Regions from separate parts of the Ovis aries genome. Here region 2 is linked to region 1. The links are chromatin contacts, called in public Hi-C maps. All regions are on one chromosome and are shown on one strand. Each heading gives the region's core, a stretch centred on a gene start, on an enhancer-like site or on the middle of the called end of the contact. The rest is flanking DNA. Distances are from core to core; before and after follow the strand shown. Region 1 holds the start of ZNF41 (zinc finger protein 41). Region 2 holds the start of USP11 (ubiquitin specific peptidase 11).

The links. A called contact is a pair of places that touch in the nucleus more often than the background predicts.
Region 2: a Hi-C map of hypothalamus shows a contact between it and region 1, with 4 times the contacts expected there. The contact joins the promoter of USP11 here to the promoter of ZNF41 in region 1. A contact is called at or near these places in 2 of 16 Hi-C or Micro-C datasets (hypothalamus and skin fibroblasts).

What each region holds. Positions count from the first base shown.
Region 1 is chrX:57,376,730-57,382,364 of ARS-UI_Ramb_v3.0, reverse strand. It overlaps ZNF41 (zinc finger protein 41), which reads right to left and starts at 3,035. Exons shown (of 6, transcript XM_004023243.6): 1 at 2,943-3,035. The region is part of intron 1 of ZNF81 (zinc finger protein 81); the gene reads left to right.
Region 2 is chrX:57,583,984-57,590,011 of ARS-UI_Ramb_v3.0, reverse strand. It overlaps USP11 (ubiquitin specific peptidase 11), which reads left to right and starts at 3,281. Exons shown (of 20, transcript XM_060407289.1): 1 at 3,281-3,447. The coding sequence starts at 3,299. CDK16 (cyclin dependent kinase 16) reads left to right here. Exons shown (of 17, transcript XM_060407294.1): 17 at 1-344.

The DNA.
Region 1 (5,635 bases), core at 1,786-4,285:
TATTTATTGTGATGGTGAAATCAAGTGTAAAATATCTAAGAATGAACTTTAAAAAAAGGTCCTAAATCTATAAGAAGAAAACTATAAAATATAGTTTTAATGGTTGCTTTTGAAGTAAAATAAAGTGGTTTTTAACATTCATATGAAAGAATAAATGCTAAAAAATATTAAAGAAAACAACCAAAGAAAGGAAGAGTGAGGGGATTAGCACTATGAAATATTAAAAGTATTCCTAAAGTCACAACAGTTTTTTGAAAGGGAGTAGATACACATACAGAAGAAAAAATTGAGTTCAGAAATATAACATTTGGGAATTTATGTGACAAAAGTGGCATTTAACTGAGTTTGAAAAGGGTATTCATTTAATGATTGGTGCTTCCCAATTTTCTAACCAAATGGAAAATACAAACTTTAATCTCATCTCATACCACACACCAGAATTTTCCAGTTGGATTAAAATGTAACCCTTAAACAATGAAAATTTAAATTTAAGTCATATATTTACTTAAGCACCAAATCAGGGAGAACTCACTAGGCAAGACACGATATTTAGAACTTGTAAAGAAAAATTAATCAGATGACTATTTTTCTAATTATATATGAAGACATGTTTCAAAAATCAAGATATAAAGAGAGATAAAGGGGAAAATTACAATAAATGACAGAAGGTTAATATCCATAAATTAGTGAGAAAGACAAACTACATAAAGGAAAAAAAGAGCAGAGGATATAAAAAATGTTTAAATACATTTCAGTGGTCAATAAATAGGAGATGTTCGGCCACCAGTTGTCAGGAAGATGCACATCAAAGTAAACTACATACTGTTTTGTTTGGCCCTCAGAGCAGAAATTAAAAAAGCAGCAACAATCAGTGCGGGAGATGATTTTGGAGTGAGCCCTTTTATATGCTGCTAGTGGGAGATGTACTTTTACAAAAGTTTTGGAAAATAATTTAACTGAAATTTCAATACATACCATCCACTTTAAGGAACATCCATTCCTGCACCTAATGATCACTCAGATGACAGTCTCTGGCTATAATTTAGAAATCAATAACAAAAATTTCAACTTCGGGGGAAATCAAAATCTCATACCTAAATAACTAAGGGATCAGAGAGAAAACCACAACAGAAATTAGAAAACATTATTAATAAACTATGGTGGAAGTGTTACATATAAAAACTTGTGACATGAAACTAAAGTGTTCTTAGAGAAAAATTCATGGACTTAATGCCTATACTAAAAATTATGGAATATTAATTGAGATAAGGATTCAATTTAGGAATTAAAAAATAGGAATAAAAGAAAAAATCTAAAGAAAAGAGATAATGAAATCAAGGGCAGAAACTAATGACACAGGAAACAAAGATACAGGAGGACCAAGAAGGTCAAAAGTAGGTTTTGGAAACAATCACATCTCAATTCTAAAACCACTGATCACAGCATGGGGTTAATAGGCCCCTCTATCACTATCCACAGTCCCAAATAAATGTATCATTCATCCCACAGAGTCCCATCACTCACACCACAGAAACCTTGACCATCCACCCAATAAACCCAACCATATACCTTATAGACGCTGCAACACTCATCCCACGGCCCTCATCACTCACCTCAAAAACTCTCTCACTCGCTCATTCTGCAATCCTCACCTCACAGGCTCTCTACCATTCACTCTACAGACCACCCATTACTCTCCAAAAGATCCTCATCACTCACATCACTGAACCTCATCATTTACCTCACAGACAGCTCCATCACATAACCTCAGTAATCCCCATGACGCCTGACAGAAGGCCCATGATTCGCGACACAGGACCTCCAAGCACTAACCTCACAGAGCTCGAATCACATCTCTGACATCGGATCACTCACACTACAGTCCCCATTCCTTACTCTACTTACCCCTGATCACTCACTCCATAGACTTCCACTGCTTATCCCACAGACCCAGTCACTTACCCCATCAGTGGCCTCCAAGGAGGCTCATCGCTCACCTCATCAATGCCCCCTGCTCACCCTATAGATTCTGTATCACTGACCGCACAGATTCCCCAAAATTCAGCACACAGACTGCTTATTACTTTCCCTACTGCCTCCATCATTCACCCACAAACCCCTGTGTCGCTCTATGCACCACCTCACAGACTCCAGAGAAGCCCCATTACTCACCCCACAGAGTACCATCACTGAGCAAGAAAGCCATGTCCTAACGCCCCCCATAATTATGTCAATGCTTTACTGCTGCTAAATCGCCATCTCAATTAAACTCAGCCCCAGAGCCCAAAGTGTTGAAACTGCCTCTGTGGGACGCTGACGTTTCTGGATTTCACACTGCACATGCTCAGTGTCGACGCCGAAGCCGCCGTCCACCCCAATTACACCCGGTGCACTCACGAGGTGTCAGTGCGTGCGCGTGTCTGTGTGTGTCAGAGGAGAGGCGGGCTTTCCAATTTTCTTTAGTGACTTTGTCAGACCACTAACATGGCTGTCCTCTTGGGAGTGTCTCTCCGGGAGTCGCCATCTTGGGAGGGTGGGCATCTCTGCGGCTGCGGCACCAGCGGTCCCTCGTCAGACCTGCCTCGGCGGGGTTTCCTGGGAGCCGATCCGGCCCAGAAGGTCGGGCTGCGGCTCCCAGACTCTTCCCTCCTGCGCCGCATCCTCCGCCGTTACCCCAAGCATAGGCCTGGTGTCTTCCCTTCTCTGGGTCCCGGGGCCCCGCCCTCCGGCCGTATCCCCAGGGGCCGAGGCATCTTCACACGTAGTAACTCCCCCTGCCCCCTCCCCTATCCTAGCTAGAAAGACACCTCCAAGCCACTGGCCTGACACTGGCGCCCCCTCCCCGGCCCCCACCCCCGCTCCACTTCCCCAGGTGCGGAAAGGCCCCTGATCCGTGCAGGCGGCTCGCGGCGGCAGAGCCCCGGGCGCCGCTGGGTGCCCACCTGACGGCGCCTCTGTCCACCCGTCGGCTGGGGGCATCGCCCAGCTCTGGCTGTCACCGACCCTGGGTATTTGCCACGGGGGGAATAATACGTGTCAAATTTAGGCCAGGAAGCGGAAGTCGCCCGCAGCGAGAGTTTAACCACTGTGGGCGCGGGGAGCTGAGGTGGTTGAATGCCAGAAACCAAGTATCTGTGCACGCAGCAGTGGTGTGTGTGGGGGGGGGCGGGGGGGGGGCTTGTGACATCAGTAATGGGACATTTCATCCATTAAAACAAGAAAAAACTCGAGTACTCAGGCTTCCCTATTTCCTTATATAAGCATGAAGGCTAAAGCTCTCTTCTGAATAGCCAAGGTTTCAAGGTTTTTTTCTTTGTTTTTTAAGATTTATTTAATATTGGACTGCGCTGGTTTTCTTCCTTGCTGCTGCGGGTTTTCTCTAGTTGTGGCGAGTCGGCTTATTGAGGTGGCTTCTCTGGGAGCCCGGGCTCTAGGCACCAGGCTTCAGTAGTCACGGAGCTTTGGCTCAATAGTGGCACAGGGGCTTGGTTGCTCCTCAGAATGTAGGATCTTGGAGCCGGTTTCCGCTGCATTGGCAGGTAGATTATTAACCACTAGACCATCAGGAAAGCCCCAAGTTCCAAGTTTTGATTTGATACATTTTCATTAGTATTCAGTTTCAAGTGCTAATTTGTAACTGTTTCCCCCTTTTGACCCAAGGATTATTTAGAAATCCAGTGTCAAACTTGCAAAACTTCTCCAAGACTCAAACTTGCCTTGAGCCTCAAGTATGGGACCCAGTTTTCGGCAATGTTTCATTACTTGATGGAAAAGACTGTATTTTCCAGCTGTTGGGTTTAGCATATGTGTTTATTGGTTTGAGCTTGTTAGTGTGTGTGTTAGTTGTGAAATGAAAAATCTCCTGCCATATTAATAAAAGAAATGTTGAAGGAGGAAAGAGAACAGGCTCCATCTTGGGCCGGACTGTGGACTCTGAGTTATATGCCCAGTATCTATGGAAATGACATACAAATAGAAAACCAGACCCCGGGGGTGGAAGAGCCCCAGGGCTCCTACCTAGACTCTCTGTCAGCTAAAAGAATACCCTAATTATTTGTGTAACCAAATAGAATCATAAATTCTATTATGCTTGTTGGGGTATGACCACAGGCCTATTGATAATCATCCACTGTTAACTACCTATGCTTAAGGCATACGAATCATTGGTTAACTTTGTATCTTTCTTTTCATTTGTTCAGACTAGTTTCAGAGAATTTGAGGAGGTGGGTTTGAACATGTACACTTAGGGTGTATAAGGTTTTCACAAAAACTAGTCGGGGTCTTTGGCTAAGAGGAGACTCAGCCTTGGGTCCGCTTTTGTAATAAATTGCACTCCACTATCTGCATTGTCCTTCTGAGTGAGTTTGCTTCCAGGAATGCGAGGCTACGACAATGTCACTGCTGCTGCTGCTGCTAAGTTGCTTCAGTCGTGTCCTACTCTGTGCGACCCCATAGATGGCATCCCACCAGGCTCTGACATCCTCGGGATTCTCCAGGCAAGAACACTGGAGTGGGTTGCCATTTCCTTTTCCAATGCATGAAAGTGAAAAGTGAAAGTGAAGTCACTCAGCCGTGTCCGACTCTTAGGGACCCCATCGACTGCAGCCTACCAGGCTCCTCCATCCATGGGATTTTCCAGGCAAGAGTACTGGAGTGGGTTGCCACTGCCTTCTACAATGTCAGAGCCATCAGCTACTTCTGGCCTCCAAATGTGAATGATCGCTCCCAAAACTGCCATCCAGTGGGCGTTGCCACCCCCCATAGTGATTGCTGAGGAGCTGGAGAAATACAAGAGGCAAGGTGAACAAGGAAACAGATTGGCCCCAAATAGCTGAGGTGCACGTGAAAGGAATGAACTCGGTGAGCCCAGAAGCTTGCATCTTCCCATACATAGAAGGCTAAATTCCTTAACTTGATACCTGATATGTGGTGTTCAGACTATCTGCTCCCTTTGTTGCAAACTTGCATATAGCCTGACTTCCTTTCTTGCCTCCTTGGAGCAGTTTTCTCGGAGCTACTGAGATGCTGTCTCCCTGTCTCAGAGTCCTAAACATTCCCACCAAACAAAATAACCCTCTACTTTCAGATTGTGACTGTACTTTTTTAGTCGACATGGTGTTAGTTGCTCAGTTGTGTCCAACTCTATACGACCTCATGGACTGTGCAGCCTGCCAGGCTCCTCTGTCAATGGAATTCTCCAGGCAAGGATACTGGAATTGCCAAATGGATACTGGAGTAGCCATTTCCTTCTCCAGGGGATCTTCTTGACACAGGGATTGAACCAGCGTCTCCTGTGTCTCCTGCATCGGCAGACAGATTCTTTACCACTAGCACCACCAGGGAAGCCCTTGAGCTATTTAAAATGTGTATGTTCTTCCTGATGATTTTCTTCTGCTTGCTCTCTGAGTTAGTGAGAGAGATCTCCCACTGTACTGGTAAGTCAGATTTTCATTGCACCAGTCAATTTTTGCTTCCTGTATTTTGAAGTTTTACTATTAAATCCAAGGGTATTGTGTTGTTGAATAGATACAGCCAAATCACTTCCCCAAAATATTTTAGCATTTCCTACTCCCACCAGCACAGTATGAGTCCACCAACGCAAATCTTTAGCACTGAATGTTGATGCTCTAATTTT
Region 2 (6,028 bases), core at 2,032-4,531, 210 kb before region 1:
CCATCCCGCACGGTGCTGTTGAGTAGGGGCCCTGCCAGGAACTGACCAACTCAGCAATGGAGCCATAGTGTATATATGCGCACAAGCAGGGACAGAGGGGCGCATGGGAGGTTGTGCCCAGGCATTACCCCATAACCTCTGGGAAAAGTGAGACAGGGCAGGGACAGTCTCTGGGGTCAATTCCCAGATGGGTGGTTACCTTCCCTTCCTCCACTCTAAACCCTGGGGCCCTCAGATGGGGTGGGAGGGCAGGGGCAGGGGCCCTCCTAGGGGAGTTGGGAGGGGTGGGTTCCTGAATGCACCGTAATCGCTGTATGAAATATTAAAAAGTCTAAAGTGAAAAACCTGATTGCAAATCCCTGTGGGGGTGGGCTCAACCCAGGGTGAGTACTGGGACCTTGGAGAATTCACACTGGGTGCCTATTGTCTAGAAGAGCACTGCGAATGGGCCAGGGATGTGTCAGGACTATGAAAAAGCATCTGAGGGGTTGCACATACCATGGTGGAACATAATAGCAGGTAGAGCAGGCTGTATAGAGGATGGGCTAAGGATTGAGCAGAGAGGAATTAGATTTACCCCAGAATATGAAACCAGATAGAGGATAGACTGTTAGGTATGGAGAGGCTGTTTCTTTGAAAGACACTTGAAAGGCCCAATAAAACCAGGATTTGGGGGAGATAAGACAGAGAAACCCAGTATGACAGACATGTCTAGCTGGGACCATGAGGCAGGCCAGTTGGGAATATGATAGGGTAGATTTTAAACCATGGAAAAGATAGGGGAATCTTTTTAATACATGGGTCAAATTTAGGACTAGGGCCATTGATGGAAGTTTAGGTTATTGGTATCTAGGAAGTAATGGAAACCATGGACATGTACGAGATGACTGTGGAAAGAATGCAAAGGTTTGTGAGGCCAGAAGTCTATAGATAGCCTGGGACTCAAGTTGAGGCTTTGATTTCCTCTGTCCTGGGAGTTCTAGCTCCTGTCCACCATCTTGAGCAAAGTCTAGGATAGATTTCCAGGCAGAAGATGTGGGGTGGACAGGGCCTGCCAGATGCTATAGAAAATGCAAGCCTAAGTGGCTGGTTGCTGAAGTCCAGCGGTGCCAGTGGACCTCTACTGTGTCCCTGTAAGCACTCTGGTGATAGTCTACAGCCTTATGGTTCCACAATGACTGTTAAGTCCCCAAAGATGGGAAATCAAGCAAGGAAAACCACCCTCCCTGTTTCCTTACAACGGCTAAAACTGTTAAGCTCCTCAGCAGACTTTTTGTGCCATCCTTTGGCTAGAATCAGTTGACATGGCCACTTCTGATAGCAAGGGAGGTGGGGAAAATGAAGACCTTGCAAAAGGGGACAAGATTGCCAGGCGGGACTTAGGACTAGAATTCACCCAACTGCTCTCAGAACTGGTAGGGTCATCAGTGTGGGCAGAGATTGGTGTCTGGAAAGTGGAGAAATCAAACCTAGGGAGGGAGGCCTCTTGTTGGATTGTAGGACGGACAGGCTTCAAATTAAATTGGGAGAAGGTATCTGCAGATGGGCAACGAGAGTCAGTTCAGAGAACCTGACAAGCTTCAGGTAGGCCTGAAGGGCATGTATCTACCATGTGCCAGATCCAACTCGAATGCCACTTTACAGATCCTGAGGTGAAATGGCTGTTCCCTTTCCTCAAAGATTACACAACTGAGTTGTGACCCCCTCATCTGTGCCAGGTCTGAGCTGGAGGCTGGCATCAGTAATTCACAACCCCTGCCCTACCAAAGTTAACTGAAAATAGAGGTAAATTGTGAGATCATGTGTATTGGTGGCAGTGGGGTTTGAAATTGTGCAAAGAAAGGGTATTTTGGACACCTGTGTGTGCATGGGCCTAAAGGTGTGAAAAGGCAAGGTGTGTGTTTGCGTGTGGGAATGGGTAGTGATTGTGAGGGAAATACACTGAAACAGACCCAGAATCATGATCCTGTCTTAGGGAGTTTGTGTGATGGTTAGGTGGGGACAGCCAATAGGCAGGCCAATAGGGAGCCAAAGAGGGAAATTTTAGTTATCACCAACATAGAGGGCGGGGAGCCCCAGCAGAGAAAATGTAGACATAGCCTAGAGCAGCGGTTCTCGGCAGGAGATAATCTCCCCAACCCGCAGAGGAAGTTTTGCAATTGGGGGATGCTACTGGAATCTAGCAGGTAGTGGCACCAATGCAGCTAAACATCCTACAACAGAAATGTCAATAGTGCCTAAGCTGAAAAAAACCCTGGTGCAGTAGACTGGTTCTCAAACTTTTGGTCTCAGAATTCCTTCATATTCTTAAGGATATCCAAAGAGCTTTTGCTTATGTCATGCAGTCTCTGGAAAATTCCATGGCACATGCAATAGAAAATGACCATGAAAAAGTCTTGTTGTGAATAGTTTTGACTTCGTGAACCTGAAAGGGTCTCCTGAACGGGTAGAAAGCCAAAAAGGACCCTAGTTTGAAAATCTCTGGCCTGGAATTTAAAGGTGGCACGTCTGGAACTGGAATTCCTGAGTTCCAACCACAACTCCACGACTTACTAGTGGGGCAAAGTGAATTAACGTTTCTGGTCCTCAACATCCCCATTGTTTCCCATAGGCAACCTGCTGCCTAAGACTACTATTTATGTGCAATAAAACACCTAAACAGGGCCAACTATTATTATCAGTGCTGTAACTCCAATAAAAATATACCTGGCCTGGGGCTGACTTGCCTTCAACACATTTGTCAAGAGGACAAATCTAGTTCACGCAAGGAAGAGGCCCGCAGGCCTGGGTAGCGCCCTGGAAGTGATGCCCTCTTTTGCATTAGTTTCTGATGGAGAAGGGTAGTGCAATGAAGGAAGGGCATCCTGGTCAGGCTTGCAAAAAGGCCGCTCCCAGGATACAGGCGCGCGGTCCTCAGCAGAGAATGGGACCGAAAGGTCCTGGAAGCTTCCCCTGAGCACGCGCCAATATGTCCTCCTTGGGGACCACTACCTCTACTTTCCACACAGTCGTTTGTCCTGACTCAACATGGCGTTAGAATCCCACAAGACACCCTGGTCCTTAGTTCCCAACTGGAGGATTTACCCCGCCCACCGGTGGCGGAAATCACCGCCCACGGGCCTATGCCCACCCAGCCCTTCGACGAGTCCGAGCGCGGGGGTCCCTTTTCAAGACCGCAGTAGCCCCCTGGCTGTATGGGGGGCTCTGCTTCCGTTTCCGGGACCAAAATCCGGAAGTGGCACTTGAGGGGCCCTTCCTAGTCCCAGCTGCGGTGGCCGCTAGAGGAGGGCAAACAGCTATGGCGGCGGTCGCAGCGAATCCCGCGGATACGGCTGCGACTGCGGTCGACGACCGAGAGCCACAGCGGGAAGCGGTGCCAGGCCTGGAGAGCCAGTGGCGCCAGATTGAGAATGGGCGAGGGCGTCCGCTGCAGGTCGGCGAAAGCTGGTAAGGCAGAGCTGAAAGCGGAGCCTCGGCTTGAGGAGACTGTGGGGAACGAGGCGGCGGAGGTCCTTGTGAGAGCCGCCCTGGGGAGGAGGAATGGCCTATGGGACTGGGAACGAGAGGGGCGGGGAAAGCCTAGTCTGAGAAAGAGGTGGGGCCTGTGCGGTGCAGCCTGATAGCGCGGCGCGATTTGGCGTGGAGAGGCAGGGGGCGGGTCATGAGAAGGGAAGGCTGCGGCGGCAGGGCCGGGCCAGCGAGGTGGACCTTGGAACTTGGGAAGGAGGGGATCTCAACAACAGAGCTGGGGAGCGTAGTCTGCGGGGCGTTACGAAGCATCTGGGGGCGGACTGTGACTACTGCACAGCGTCTGAGAACGAAGTCAATGCCGGTGACATCTGGCTGAGGAGCGGATTGGGAGCCGGGGGCGGAGCGGGTGGAGGAAGAGGGAGGGAGTCAGACCCTGCGTGGTGGAGAGAGCTGGAGCCTGGGAACGAGGCTTGTGACGAGGCCGAGGGGCGTGTCCTGAGGCGGTGGAGAGACTGCAGAGGGGAGGTGGTGCCCGTGAAGCAGAAAATGGCGCCTGCGAGTGAGCAAAGCTTGTGAAACGGCGAGGTTTTTGCCTCTGACCAAGCTCATTTTCCCAGGACGGGAGAAAGTGCAGGTGATTGGTACGGGAGGGGCCTTCGATGTTGCGTTTGTTTTCTGTTTTAGTAGTGCTTTGTTTTGTAATCAAGAAAAAACAGCTATTTTAAAAATATCAATGCGTATCTTGATAAATCGACTTGTTTAGTTGCTTTCTTTGCTAACCTCTGCTCGAAATGTACTGTTTCTGGGGTCATTTTATTTCTCGCCGAGCTGCATCTCGGTTTTTAAGTTGTGAAATACGTAAGACCTGCAAAGATTATATGAAACGTTTACGTAGGCCAGGTTGATGGACATTTTATAAAAATAGACGATCTGTACTTTTCAAAAATTTCAAGGTCGGGAAGAACTGTCCCAAATTGAAGAAATTAACGGGATTTAACGAATGCATAACTAAATGCAATGTGTGATCCTAGGTTGGATCCCGGAGCAGAAAAAATAAATTATTTAAAAATCTTTTTTTTCACCTCATAAAGTGAACTTTCTCTCTTTTACTGTAAAAGATATGAATGGGGAAATTGATAAAATGTTTACCAAAGTCTGTAGACTAGATGTTAGTACTGCTAATTTCTTGGTTTTGATCATTGTATTGTGATTGTGAAAGATAATATCTTTGTTTTTAGGACATTCATTTAGGGTTAAAGAACCGAAGTATTTAAGGTTAAAGAACCATTGTGTAAGCAAGCTTATTCTGAAGTGGTTGAAAGAATAGCATATATAAAGACGTATTTAAAAAAATAATGACGGAGTAAGTGAGTAAAAATTTAAATTTGGAGAATCTTGAATGAAGGGCACGCAGAAATTCTTTGTATTATTTTTACGACTTTTCTGAGTCTATTTCTAAGTTAATAATTTAAAGAATAATACAAAATTTGTGAATTAACCACCTAGGTTAAGATTCAAACCGTTACCTTAAGAAATTCTGTGCCGCTCCCTAATGAAAATTCCCCTCCCTGCCACAGGAAATTATTACCCTGAATTTTTGATTTCGTTATCAGTTTCCCACCATTGTATGCATCCCTGAATAGTATTTGTGGTCTAAGCTTTCATTTTATGGGAGGCTATGTGTGAAATCAGACTGGCTGCGTATCGAGTACCCTTTGCATCATATCATGTGGGTACTCAGTATCTACATGACGTCACTTGATCACTTGGTGAAGGTATTTGCTGGGTTTCTCCACTGTGCTAGTACTATTTTCCTGTTTCTATACACAGTGATTCTTTATGTTCATCCTTTCCTCAGAACGTTTCAACAGTCTTACTGCTTCATGCAGTGTAAATGCTAAAATTCTTACAGTGACTTGCAGGGCTTTACCGTTTCCAGGCTGGTGTCTGGCTGTGATCGTTTCTCCCATCTCTCTTCAGATTACCCTCCCCCCTCATTTTCTCCATCCGGCTATATTGGACTCTTGGCGTTCCTCCATCGGCGCAAGCAAGCTCTCACCTGAAAGTCTTTAGGATAGGAGTGAGGTTTGCTCCTTTTAGAGTTCTTTAATCACAGTACTAGCGAAATACATATTCCTGTTCCTGGAAAGACAAGTTGAGATTCCCCAAATCGGAAATATGAAACCAAGCAGTTTTACTTTATAGCTCTCCAGCAAGGTAAAGCCTGAGTCCATCTTGAGAGTAAACAACAACAACAGAAATATTGCTATATATATAGCCCATTTGGAGGTGTTCAGAAGGGCTTGCAGGCTTTGGTTCCTGCCCCATCTTACTTACCTTTACAGCCTTGTGACAATAGCTTTTAAAAGTATCCCACCATACCAGGTTTCCTCTTGGTGTGTTGAAAATGTTTTGGAAGTAGATAGAGTTTGTGGTTGCACAACACTGAATGTACTAAATGCCACTAAATCGTTGACTTTTAAATGGTTAATTTTATGTTATATGAATAATAAAATTATGATGTGTCAATAAAAAGTTATCCCATCAATGTTGGTTA